Linked DNA regions of Sus scrofa: region 2 is linked to region 1. The links are chromatin contacts, called in public HiChIP or PLAC-seq maps. All regions are on one chromosome and are shown on one strand. The core of a region is the stretch at or near the end of the contact, and the rest is flanking DNA. Distances in the headings are between cores, read along the strand shown. Region 1 holds the start of TNRC18 (trinucleotide repeat-containing gene 18 protein). Region 2 holds the start of ACTB (actin, cytoplasmic 1).

Region 1 (3,710 bases), core at 1,149-3,648:
TTTTTTCCACCCGACAAGCCCTTTGTATTCCCCACCCCAACTCTCTCAACACACCTATTTTTTTCCTTGAGCTATATTAAACAAAAACATTCCAGATCCCGGGGCGGGGAAAACAGAGTGGGAGATCAGGGTCTGGGGGCTGAATATTGAGCGATGGGGGTTCGGGCGTGGGAGGGTTTACTAGGAACCTACAAAGACCTCTGGCTAAGACTCAAGGACGCTCGGCGCTCACCCGCGCTGCGCCCCCGCGCTCGGCCCCTTCCCCTGCCTAGGCTTTCAGCAGCCTCGAGCAGCTCAACTGCATTTACTTTATTTTTGCAGTCACTCCCCCCTCCCCCAAGGCACACAGACACAATACCTCCTTTCTCTAACCCCCCTCTCCTCTCGGTCTTTGCTCCCGGCCGTCCCGGGGCTGCACCGGGAGCTTCCCGCCGCCCCGGCAGCCACTGAGACCGGCGCGCCCCGCTCCGCCGCGCGTTCCCCTCGGCTCCGGCTATTTTCGTTCCTTTCTTGCCTTCACACTCCTCCCTCCCCCCCCCGCGGAGCTCCAGCTTCCAAAAGAGGGCAGCCTAGAAACCAGCGCGGGAGGCTCCAGAAAGGGCAACTTGAAACTGCCCTCAAGAGGCTGAACTTTTTTCCTCAAATTTATACTGGAATTAAATTAGACACCCCCAGTTCGCTCTCCAAGCCTACCCCCCCTTCTTTTTCTAAAAGTGGAGGAAAGAAAATAGAAAAAATTGGCGCTTAACTAGCTCATTTTTCCCTCCCTCCCAGAAAAGTTGCCTTAAAAATGGATTGGAGGAAAAAAGAAAAAAAATAGAACAAGCGATGCCAAAACGCTGAGTCCGCAGCGCGGGGCGAAAGAGCGGGCTTCTCTTGTTTTAATTAAAATCTAATCACCGCGGTTGCTCTCCGAGGCAGGATCGGCAAGGATTTCTGCCCCTCCAGGCTTCCCTCTGAGGGTAGGTAATGCCTAGCCGGGCACCGGTCCCTGTGGGGCTGCGGAGAGAGGGTGCGGGCCCCCAGGACTGCCCCTCCGACCGCGTCCGCACTCTGCGCCCGCGGCCAAGTAGGTTGCCGCGGGCAGCTCCCGGCGACTCAGCCCAGAAAGGATTTTGCTGAAAGTGCAAAATAAAAGTACAAAGTCTGGGGGATTGGGACTCCCCTCCCCCTCCGGCCGCCGCGGCCAGCCAAGCACTTTTTGGGCTTGGCTGCTGCTTCCTCTGAGCTCAACAGATTTTTTTTTTTTTTTTCCCGGTCTCGCCCTCCCTGGAGGGGGCGCGGCGGATGGAAGGCGAGAGAGCCCCCAGCCAAGAGGTTTTTAATATTACACTTTAATAGGTTTCAGAAGGCCCCGTGGAGAAATGCTAATAGGCTGAAATGTCAGAATCGAGAGGGAGTCAGTTCGCGCTCAGCCGATCTAATCCTTTTTTCTGCTCTGATTTTTTTTTTTTTTGCGGGGGGTGGAGAGAAAGGGAGGGGAGCGCCCACGCAAAGAGAGCCTTTGGGGAGGGGCGCGGTGAAAGCTCCGCAGCCGGGCCGAGAAAGGGGCGCGCCCTGGCCCGCGTTTCTATAGGAACCCCTTTTAGAAGATTAGAGACTCACCCGCTGCCCGCCGCCGTGGCCTTTCCAAAATATTAATCAGTAACCATCTGACACCGCGTTTCAGGGAGGAACCCGCAGACCCGGGCTCGGAAAACGGCCTTCTCGCCTGCCCATCCCACCCAACCGCGTTGCAGGGGAAGAGGGAATGAATCGCAGCTTTGTTTTAAAGTGGGGGGGGGAGAGGGAAAAAGCAGCCCTTGTCTGTTTTGGCGTCTCCACCGCGCGTTCTAGAAGGCGCGCCCCAAGGGAGGTGGGGAGCCGGGGGCCTGGGCGCGGGGTGCAGCAGCCCGCCAGGCCCCAGGCCCTTCCCGGCCCGCTCGGCCCGTCACCTCCTCCTGCGAGCAGGAAGCTGACAGGCGGCCCATTAAACCGCGCCTTGCAAAGCCCTGGATTGCGGCGACAACCATCTTCCTCTATTTTGATCACTCAGCCCAGACGCTGGGGAGGGGGGGAGGAAAAGGGAGGAGGAGGAAGGGGGGGGCCCAGAGCTGGTGGAGGGGGAGGAGGGCTGCCTAGAAACGGCCCGGAAAAATTCTCACCACCAGTTTTGATCATTCAACCCCGCCGAGGGGAGCCTGGAAACTGCTGGAGCCCCTAGGTCCGTAATTGGTTTTATAGGAATGGCTGGGGGCCAAGGTGTTTACATGCGCGTGATTGGCGGCGCGCGCGACCAATGGGTGGCGGCCGGAGGCAGGCCTTGGGGGGAGGCGGGCACCCGGGAACAATGCGTGTTTCTTCGCTGGAGAGTGCTCCCCTCCCCCAGCCTCCTCCTCCCCCCCCGCCTTTTTTTTTTTTTTTTTTTTTTAGCTCCAGCGAGAGGAACTTGAAAGGGGGGTTGTGTAATGTACCTTTTCCAATCCCGGGCTGTATATGGAGATTTGGGATTCTTTAAACCGGCGCTACCTGGATTTTATTAAAAAGCGGGGAGCTCGGCGGGAGGAAAGCTGGCTTTTCCGGGGGCTGCGGGAGCCCGGCCGCGGGAGGGCGGAGGAGTTGGCGCGCCGAGCGCTCGGCCTGGGGAGCGGTTTTCTACCAAAAAAAGGAAAGGCGGGCAAAAAGTGTGAGGCGGCTGCGGGTGGCGAAGGGGAGCAGCGGCAGCGGGATGGCGGGCAGCACGGGAGCCTAGCCGAGCCGGGAGCCGGGGCCGCCGCCAGAGTCGCCGGAGCCGGAGCCCGAAGCCGGGAGCCCTGCAGCGCCAGGTACGCCGCCGGGTCGCCCGACCGCCCCTGGCCGGGCGCAGTGGTCTCCAAACTTCTCCAGATGGCCCCCCACCTCTCCTTCCCCTCGGGCTGCGCCGGGGATCCCCACAGCTCTCCGGCTCTCGAGAACTCAATCGGGGGGTCAGGGCCGGCGTAGTGGGGCGCCCTGGGAGGGGTGGGGGCGAGGCCCTGTGCCCCGGACGCCCACCTGAGCCCCCAGCTCTTCTCTATCTTGCCCAGCCCTTCTCTAGCCCGCCCAGCTCGGCCGAGGGGCGTCGGTTCCCTCCTCGGTTCCCGGTAGGCGGCGGGGGAGCCAGGGACGCCGAGACGTTTTCGATTATAGGCTGTTTTTAATTAAAAGCCGGAATTCAGCCATTTTAACTGCATTTAAGAGGGGGAGAAAAGTAGGGAGAACGCAGCGGAGCCCGCAGATGGCCAAACCAGCTTCTCTGCCAGAGCAAGGGTGTTTCGGGGGGCTTCACCTCGACTTCCCCAAAGTGGGGCGCCGGGGCATGCCCCGCAGCGCTGGCTTTTAAAAGAAAGCTACACAAAGAACATTTTTTTTTCTTTTTTAAAATCACGGAACGCTTCTCGCCTCTTTGAGGCAGTATCTTCGGATGTGGCGATCTTAGATTTTTCCAAAGTAAACGCGGATCTGGTAACCGGAGCCTGATGGGAGAGAGCAAGGGAGGGAGGGAGGAAGAGGGTGTTTGTAACCAAAACCAGGTTAAAATAAGCACCCTTAGGAAAGTTGGGGAGGAAGGCTGGAGTAGGCCGGGGTGGGGGGGGTCTGCAGCTCGGGGGGCTGGGCGCTGGTCGCGGGGCGCAGGGCGGGCACCCGGGAGCCGATGGCTTTGGCGTGATCCTCGGCTCTAGGAGCGGCCGGCCTCTTGGAATCAGGAATCC
Region 2 (3,388 bases), core at 75-2,574, 94 kb before region 1:
TGCCCTGTTTCCTTTGTGGGAAAATTCAGCTTGTCACGGCCTCGGAGAAGGTGCACCTCCACGCTGCCCCGCTGGGCTTCCTTCGGCCACTCACTGCCCACTGGTGGCCCCCGCCTGGGTGCAGGCTCTCCCTGCTGGACAGGCAGTTCCCAGAGCAGGGAACCACTGGGAACACCCGGGGGCACCCAGGTCTGACCCCGTGTTTGGTGGAGAGACCAGGGCAGGAGTGGGCCCCAGCTGGTCCCTGCTGCCCCACCCCCCTCCCCCTAACTCCTCTCTGGCACATTGAATGTCCTTCCCCAGTCCTTGGTGGCCTCCAGATGGTCTAGGAGGGCAGTTCAGCTGTGGCTGCACGTGACAGACAGACGATGGATGGTGGGTCCCAGAGCTGTGCTCAGTGGCCCTGCCTGCCTGCAGCCAGCAGTGCTTGGCAGCTGCCTGGGTCGCCAGCTAATGGCCCAGGCTTGGCCTTGGCTGGGTGTGACCAGGCAGCCTCAGCCGCAGCCCAGCTCCATGGGAACAGCTTCTCTGCTCTACGGAGCCCACCTCTCCTGGGCCTGCAGCAAGGGAGGCCTGGAGCCCTCTTCACGGGGAACTTCCAGCCCCCAGCCCCTGGGGCCTGTCCTGTCCCTAGAGACTGCAGTCCTGAAGCCCCTGCTACGTGTCTCCAAGTCCCCTGACTCAAGCATGCCCCACCATAGCCCTCAAGCCCACGGTCTCTAAGTAATGTGCCCCCTTAGCAAGCTCAGCACCCCCACTTAGCAAGCTCAGCACCCCCAGTCGGGGCCCCCCCTTACCCAGGCTTTCTGGGCAGCAGAGCTAATGTCGCCAAGGGGAGGGTGACTCTCTCATCACTCCTTTCCCCCACCTGCTCCTTAAGCATGCACCCACAGCAACCAGGGACTCTCGCATCCGTGCTGACCCTTGCCCACAGGGGCGCTCACTGCTTTGGGGCATCCACATTCGGAGGGTGCCGGGGTGGGGAGACCCGGAGACCAGCAGGCCGGGTGCAGGCCTGGCCAAGCGGGGCCGGACCCGACACTGCTCAGGCGGGCGGCGGCCCACTGTTGGGGCCCAGCACCCAAGGGCGGCCGACGCCAAAACTCTCTCCCTCCTCTTCCTCAATCTCGCTCTCGCTCTCTCCTAGCCAGTCCATCTCCCTCCCTCTTTCTTTTTTTTTTTTTTTCTTTTTTTTTTTTTTTGCAAAAGGAGGGGAGAGGGGGTAAAAAAATGCTGCACTGTGCGGCGAGGCCGGTGAGTGAGCGGCGCGGGGCCAATCAGCGCTCGCCGTTTCGAAAGTTGCCTTTTATGGCTCGAGCCGCCGCGACTGCGCCCCATAAAACCCGGCGGCGCGACGCACAGCCACAGCCGAGACCGCGTCCACTCCGCCAGCACAGGCCCCTCGCCCTTGCCGCTCCGCCTTCGCCGCCGGTCTACACCGCTACCAGGTAGGGTCCCCGCACCGGCCGGGCCGCTGATGCGCTGGGCCCGTGCCTCTTGTGGGCAGGTGGCCCCCTCCGCCCCGGCCCCGTGGACAGCCGGCCGGGTGCCGGGAATGGACTCATGCGCTCCTCGTTCGGGGCCCGGGCTGCGCTCGGGGAGCGCTCCCAGAGTGTTTCTTTGGGAGCCCTAGCGGCGGCGATTCTTTGTCCGAGCGGGCCGATCGCTCCGCCGGCGGGAGAGCAGTGCAGCCGGGCGGCGGGGCGGGTGGGTGGGCGCGGCGCGGTGGCCGAGCCGGGTGGGGGCTGGGACGCCAGTGCGCGTGCGTGTGCGCCGTAGGCCCAGGAGGCGAGGGCGGGGCGGGCGGCCGGAAGGGGTGGGGTCGCCGCGGCGCGAGAGCGCCTGCGCGCACTTCCTCGCGGAGCCACGGGCCGCCCCGGGTGTGGTCGCCGCGCGCCCGCCGAGTGGCGCTTTTTGGGCGGGGCGGGGCTGGCGCCCAGTGGGGAGGGGGCGGAGGCCTGGCTTCCTGCCGCGCGCCTCGGGGCCGCCTCCGACCAGCGTTTGCCTTTTATGGTAATAACGCGGCCGGCCGGCTTCCTTTGTCCCCAATCTGGGCGCGTGCCGGCGCCCCCTGGCGGCTCGAACGCGCGTCGCGCCGGAAGTGAGTAGGGCGGAGGCGGCCGCACCCGGCCTCCGGCTCACGGTCCTGCTGCCCCTGCAGTTCGCCATGGATGACGATATTGCTGCGCTCGTGGTCGACAACGGCTCCGGCATGTGCAAGGCCGGCTTTGCGGGCGACGATGCTCCCCGGGCCGTCTTCCCCTCCATCGTGGGGCGCCCCCGACACCAGGTAGGGCGCCGCCCTCGGGTCTGACTTGGTGGGTGGGGTCTTGGTAGCAGGTGGAGGGAAGGGGGAGGCTTTCTGCGTGGGGGCCGGTGGGGCCGGGCCCGGGCTGAAGGCGCCTCGCCCCTCCTTCCGCAGGGCGTGATGGTGGGCATGGGCCAGAAGGACTCCTACGTGGGGGACGAGGCCCAGAGCAAGAGAGGCATCCTGACCCTCAAGTACCCCATCGAGCACGGCATCGTCACCAACTGGGACGACATGGAGAAGATCTGGCACCACACCTTCTACAACGAGCTGCGTGTGGCCCCCGAGGAGCACCCCGTGCTGCTGACCGAGGCCCCCCTGAACCCCAAAGCCAACCGTGAGAAGATGACCCAGGTCAGTGGCCCACTGGGCTCTCTCGGGCGGCCGCCCCCTCCTCTCTTGCCCCTCTTTGCCACGCCCTTTCTCACTTGTTCTTTCTTCTGCCATTTTCCTAGGACTTTTCTTCTCTGACCTGAGTCTCCTTTGGAACTCTGCAGGTTCTATTTGCTTTTCCCCAGCTGGAGTCTTTCTCGTGTTTGCCTTTCTGACTAGGTGTTAAAAGCATAAGGTGCTGTGGGTGTATAGGTACTAACACTGGCTCGTGTGACAAAGCCGACGAGGCTGCCGTAAAGGGGCCTCGGAGTGTGTATCCCGTAGGTGCACAGTAGGTCTGACGTGACTCCCCGACCTGGGGTCCCCAGCACACTTAGCCGTGTTCCTTGCACTCTCTGCATGTCCCCAGTCCGGCCTGACTGCCCCCGGCGGCTTCCCGAGGGTGACAGCGTCCCTCCCTCCCTCCAGATCATGTTCGAGACCTTCAACACCCCAGCCATGTACGTGGCCATCCAGGCCGTGCTGTCCCTGTACGCCTCTGGCCGCACCACTGGCATCGTGATGGACTCCGGAGACGGGGTCACCCACACGGTGCCCATCTACGAGGGGTACGCCCTGCCCCACGCCATCCTGCGTCTGGACCTGGCTGGCCGGGACCTGACCGACTACCTCATGAAGATCCTGACGGAGCGGGGCTACAGCTTCACCACCACGGCCGAGCGGGAGATCGTGCGGGACATCAAGGAG

The links. HiChIP or PLAC-seq counts read pairs in DNA pulled down with a chosen protein or histone mark.
Region 2: an H3K27ac HiChIP or PLAC-seq map of skeletal muscle shows a contact between it and region 1. The contact joins the promoter of ACTB here to the promoter of TNRC18 in region 1. A contact is called at or near these places in 1 of 5 promoter capture datasets (liver), 12 of 47 Hi-C or Micro-C datasets (embryonic fibroblasts, fetal heart ventricle, fetal skeletal muscle and 5 more) and 2 of 2 datasets of contacts at active chromatin or transcription factors (alveolar macrophages and skeletal muscle).

Annotation. Positions count from the first base shown.
Region 1 is chr3:3,994,886-3,998,595 of Sscrofa11.1, reverse strand. TNRC18 (trinucleotide repeat-containing gene 18 protein) reads left to right here and starts at 2,398. Exons shown (of 32, transcript XM_021086041.1): 1 at 2,398-2,804. LOC110260072 (bcl-2-binding component 3-like) reads left to right here. Exons shown (of 7, transcript XM_021087964.1): 3 at 967-1,069; 4 at 2,648-2,804; 5 at 3,056-3,101.
Region 2 is chr3:4,088,319-4,091,706 of Sscrofa11.1, reverse strand. It overlaps ACTB (actin, cytoplasmic 1), which reads left to right and starts at 1,324. Exons shown (of 8, transcript XR_002342206.1): 1 at 1,324-1,448; 2 at 2,162-2,290; 3 at 2,423-2,662; 4 at 3,110-3,388. It overlaps LOC106509620 (a long non-coding RNA gene), which reads right to left and starts at 1,211. Exons shown (of 3, transcript XR_001307289.2): 1 at 798-1,211.